Linked DNA regions of Macaca mulatta: region 2 is linked to region 1. The links are chromatin contacts, called in public Hi-C maps. All regions are on one chromosome and are shown on one strand. The core of a region is the stretch at or near the end of the contact, and the rest is flanking DNA. Distances in the headings are between cores, read along the strand shown. Region 1 holds the start of GPHN (gephyrin). Region 2 holds the start of PALS1 (protein associated with LIN7 1, MAGUK p55 family member).

Region 1 (2,700 bases), core at 26-2,525:
CTTCTTTTTCCGAAATCACATCACTGAGTCTTGAGCTTCCTTCACTCCAAACTAAGCCCTCAGATTCCAAATATAGTTCTTTAACCCCCGCCTCGCCACTCAATTACACATAAACCTTGCCAACTACAGAACCACAGCAGAAACCCCTACAAATCGGCTTGGCGTTCATCTTGGAAGTCATGCCCTGCAGCAACTGCCGATCGCCGAAGTGACGGATATTAACCACATTCAGCGCAACGGAATCAGACATGCAGAGCACACACGGCTTTCGCGAGGGAGGGAAACGCGACCCGGGAAAAGTGCGCTCCTCACCAGCCTCGGGACGCTCCACCGGGGTGGGGGTTCCCAGAAAGGAGGGGGAGAGGAGCCCGAGTAGGGGAATCCTGCCCTCTCAAGTAAAAAGAGCTGGATCCCCCGGCCGCAAGCTGCAGCCCGTCCTCGCTAAGGAAACGACGAGGCAGAGGGCCCTTTGCTCGGTAAGGCAGAAGGCAGACACTTTCTGAGGTCCGGATCAAGCCGATCCCCCATCCCCCGAAGGAGGCGAAGGGTGCCCCATGGGTGGCTGAGGGGATGCCCGGCCCGCGAGGGACAACCCGAGGAGAAGCAGTTTCATCTGATTAACACCTGAGTCGCGTCCGGGCAAGCACAGCTACTGGCGTGGGGCCGCCCGGGTTGGGGGAAGGGAAAGGGAGGAAGGGGGTGGAGATGGGATTCCCCCCTCTCTCAGAAGAGCACTAACGGAGGATGCGTCCGGGCCAGCCGAGAGCGGCATGCTTCAGACTGCGGAGCCGGGATCCCGCCGCCTGCACCGACAGCAAGGATCCCGCAGCGCCCTCCGCACCGGCCCCTCGGTCCCCGGGGGCCCAGGACTTTGTTTCCGAAGGCGCTGGGGCCTGACATCCCACGGGGTCGACCACGGCTCCGGCGGGCTGGGGAAAGGGACCCGCGGGAACACCCCCAATCTCTGGCGGTTCTCAGCGGTTGTAAAATGCACCCCCGCGGTTCCCTTCTTCAGCCTTCCCTCCTCCCGAGGCCGCAGAGAAGGGCCACCACAGGCGAAAAGCCTAAGGCAAGTCAGGGACTGCAGCCTCATAGGTCCCGCACCTCCTCCCCCGGTTACCTGTAAGGACTCCGACACGGATTTGATGGTCGTGGTTAGTAAGGATCATTCCCTCGGTCGCCATGTTTCCCAGCGCAGTCACCGCACTGACAGGAGCCGGGAGAAATTGGAGCCCGGAGCGCGCGGGCCGGGAGCGCGCTCGCCGCGGAGAGCGCGAGAGCTAGGGAGCCAGGGAAGCGCGAGGAGAGCGGGGAAGGAGTGGGAGGCCGTAGAGTGCTCGGTGGCCTGCGTGGGGGAGAGGCCGCGCCGGGAGTGCACGGGTCCGCGGGAGGGGGCGGAGTCAGGGCGCGCGACCCCAAGCCCGGCAGGAAGGAGGCGAGCTGGAGGGGTCGGTGGCCGCACGGGGAGAGCGCGCGGAGGCGGCGGAACGAGGCTGGAGAGGCTCGGGCCGCTCTGCGGAGCGCGAGACCCAAGGCAGCTAGATGGCAGGACTGAGAGGAAAGGAGAGCACACGCTCTGGAGGTTGCGGGGGCGGACTCGGGGACAGGGGCGGAGCTACACCCTGAGGCGTGGAACTCGTGGAGAGTGAGGGGAGGAGTGAGAGCTCGGGTGCTGAGTACTGGGAGCGGGAAGGAGCGGGAAGGAGCGGGCCCAGCCTGAGTAGGACCGCGGATCGCTCCTGGGTGCGCGAGTAGCGCGGGATTGGCTGAGTGAACGCGGAGCGTGTGCGCGCTAGGCAGGAACGCAACCTCGGCCGGGCCCCAGACAGAAGCAATCCCCTGCCGAGCCTGACACCTCGTCGGTTGTCCGCGCCTTCGGAAGACTGTAGCCGGCGGGCCGGCCTTCTGAGGGGACCGCGGGAGGAGCGACACTGGCTCAGCACGCCGGGCCGCGTCTTGCAGCCCTCGGGAGCGGCCGGCCGCCCCACTGAAGGCGCTGGCGAACCTAGAGGTGCCTTAAAAAGCTGCGTTTGAGTGGCAGAACGACGGCTACTATGATAGAGAGCCTGCCGTGGGCGAAGAGGGAGGTATCCTGTCCCGCCCAGTGTTAGCCGCTGGCTTCCTCAGTCGGCTCTCCCTGAAGGAAGATTTCCGCTTCACCTGTGTTTTAGGATTCCATCTCCAGTCAGTGCCTACAAGACGATCCTCACATGCGAAGCTTAGGAGTCTGAGGCAGGGCAACTGGAGTGGAGACACCTGGCTTCTCTTCCTCCTGCTGTCCCACGGTTTTATGGCCTTAAGCCTCTTCGCCGTGAGAGCTGCTTTTAGGTGAAAAGCATCTATCTCCTTAGCGAACGAGAACGTGTTCCACCTGAATCACAGTCCATTGCCGCAACGATTCTCATTTCAGTATTCGTGGGATGTGAGATTACCATGAAAATAGCTTTTGTTGCCATTTATTTCCATGTGCCTTTCATGAAACGTGTTATTAATCACCTGTGGCTGTTCTACGTTAGTTTCTTACTATCTTTCTGGACCTTTCAGCTTCTGAATTTTAAAAAGTTATATGCGTGTGTGTGTGTGTGTGTATACACACACTCATATGTATATATTTTTTCTTCTTAGCTGTAGTAAACCTGGAGGCATAAAAGTGAAAAGCAAAGTGAAAAATGTATAATATCAGTGTTTATACACAAATTT
Region 2 (2,700 bases), core at 112-2,611, 790 kb before region 1:
GATCTAGTAAAAAAAAAAAAAAAAATCGGTAGTTCTTAATTCAAGGACGCTTATTTAATAAGTTTCATTACCACCAATACTTTAAAGACACCAATAACCAACACGTCATTTGTTCCTACTGCAGAATTTAACAGGTTATTAACTTCTGGTAAAATCCAAAAGCATAATTAGTAAACTATCATTAAAACATGATATTGTTTTTTTAAAAAATCGGAAATATTAACACCTTTCACTGTGTCAAATCAAAATTTCAAAATTTTTGTTCAACTGACTTTCCGAATCTAAATTTTTACTATTCTAAACAAGTATGGAGACAAAACACACACTCTATACTACGTCTAAAATCTTCCCAATCATCAGATTTTAATTTTAGCATAAACTGCCAAGAAAAACCTTTCGACCGAAACTTACATTCCATACACATTACTGTACGTCAATCAACAGAAGGTGAGTTATGATCATTAGAAAGTTACATAATTTACTACAAAGATCGTTTCAAGCAACCTTCATTAAACATAGAATACAACAATGTACAGGCTTCAAATTCAACGTGCAACCTTAAATTATCAGAAACCATCAACAAAATTAGGCTTTTCTTTAAAACTGGTCACAAGGAAGCAGGAACTGTTTGCCTGTTTAAGAACGCAATAGGCAGCAGAATACCAGCAGCTGAGTCAGGCAGAGGAACGCTGACTACATTCTGACTTCTAAAGGAAAGCGTTCCCTCGCCGGATTCCCAGACCCGGCCGGGGGGAGTCCCGCGCGTCGCGACATCGGGGCGGGAGCGCAGGGGGCAGACGACTCCCCGCCGCGCCCCCTGCACCTCGGGCCCGGCTGGCTGTGGCCCGCGCCAAGGTGCATGCCCAGCCAAGCAGAAGGAGCGGGCACCGCGCAGGCAGCGTTGCTCCGAGGGACAAAGGTTGGGCTCACACCCTCCACCGCCGAAGCTGCCGCGCCTGAGGAAGCCCGCCTGGCGGCCCGGGGTCTCCCGCTGGCCAGAGTTTGAGCGGCGTGTGGGGGAAGGGGAGCCCGGCCGCCCCTCCCCCGCCGCGCTCCCGGGGACCTGTTGATTAAGATCTCCACAGCCCAGCCGCCGCCGAACCACCTCTTACCTCCGCGCCTCGGCTCCGCGGAGCCTCCCGCCCGGCTGCTCCTAAGCACTGCAGAAGCGACAGCTCTCCGGCGGCCCTTAAAATACCGGATAAAGAATCCAGAAACTCCCGACTCCCCACCTCAGAATCCTTAGTCCCCGCCCCCGCCCCACCGCCAACCTCCTCCGTCGCCGCCGTCGCCGCCGCAGCCGCCAGCAACTCCACTTCTAGACCGCGCGAGACCGGCCCCTGCGGCCGCCGCGAGACCGCGCACGCGCCCCCGGGACTCTGGCGCAGCGGGCGCGCGGATCCCAGTCCCACCCCGCCCGTGAGAGGCTGGCGCGGCTCGCCCAATCCCGAGCCGGCGCGGAGAGAGCGCCCGGTCATTGGTCCTCTCCACAGCTCCCGCCGGGTGCGCGCAGTCGCGCGCCTCTAAGTCTAAAACCCGGGCTGCTAGGAGCTGGCTGTCCCTGCGGAGCCGCTTCGGGGTTTGGCCCGCGGGCTGTGTGGGGACGCGAGGCTTCCCTGGGTTTCTACATCCCTTGGCTGTTCTGTCTCTGGATGACGGCTCCTGAAGAAAATCCGAGTCCTCCTGAAGAGATTCCTCATGTCCTGTCTAGTTAGTCTCACAATCTAACATTTCTTTTTTTAAAAAAAATGACGTAAACACCTGGATGTGTGCAGTGTTCCACAGAAGACTCCAGAAAGCCACCAGCAGCACTGACTTCTGAAAACCAGAAAGCAAGGATGGCAAGGACTAGAACTATTTCCCAGAAGTCTCCCGAAGGGACAGAGAGTTACGCAGACCAGCCCATGTCCCGGGCATGGCTGGCGCCCTCGGGACCTGGATGTGCCACCCTTGGAATGGGGCAGGGCTCTGGCGGGTGCGGGCGGAAGTCAGAGCAGATTGGAGTACGTTCTAAGGAGAAATACCAGCAAATGTGTCTCGACACTTGCAATAAAAGCCCTCGGATGGTCTCTGTCTTGACAGTACCTTCCGAGGAAGCCCATCCCACCTTTGAACCCTTGCAAGGTTTGTTAATCGACCTCTCCTTCTATGAGGCCAAAATATGCTTATGATTCCAGCCGAGGTGTACGGTTTCCCCCAGGGGGCATAGTCCTCCCTCAAAGCCTTCGTATATGCCATTTCCATTTCTCTCGGTTTTCCTCATTTTGTCCCACTGTGTTTTTCCATCTCGCAACGTCCTCAGGTCCTGACTTTCAAGTTCTTTCACATTCTTCCCCATTACGCTCCTCTGGACAGCCTATGGATTGTTAGTGTCCCTCACTAAGGACACTGTGATGCTCTGAACGAAGCAAACTATTGTTCGTGGTGGTGAAGATCTTTGGGGATGCCTACCCTTCCCAGATTTGTTATCCCTCTCAAATCTGATAAGCATTCTGTCCAAGTGTTTAATAAGACAGAGCTGAGGACAGAAGTCTGCTGTATGCCACTAAAGACCTTAATGCTCCTGTCATCAAAAAATTTCTCAGTAGGCTTCGAATACAGATGGACGACACAACCGAACTGTCTTCTTGGCCCATATTCCTCCACAAAGATGCCAGAACTGGCGAAATGCCTAACTGAAATCCAGATAAAGTCTCCAGG

The links. Hi-C and Micro-C count contacts between places; a contact is called where the count stands out from the background.
Region 2: a Hi-C map of fetal cortex germinal zone shows a contact between it and region 1, with 3 times the contacts expected there. The contact joins the promoter of PALS1 here to the promoter of GPHN in region 1. A contact is called at or near these places in 2 of 14 Hi-C or Micro-C datasets (fetal cortex germinal zone and fetal cortical plate).

The regions. Positions count from the first base shown.
Region 1 is chr7:139,613,089-139,615,788 of T2T-MMU8v2.0, reverse strand. It overlaps GPHN (gephyrin), which reads right to left and starts at 1,275. Exons shown (of 22, transcript NM_001257815.1): 1 at 1,121-1,275. The coding sequence starts at 1,184. LOC144330299 reads left to right here and starts at 245. Exons shown (of 5, transcript XR_013396345.1): 1 at 245-476.
Region 2 is chr7:140,407,923-140,410,622 of T2T-MMU8v2.0, reverse strand. PALS1 (protein associated with LIN7 1, MAGUK p55 family member) reads right to left here and starts at 1,361. Exons shown (of 14, transcript XM_077941198.1): 1 at 1,113-1,361.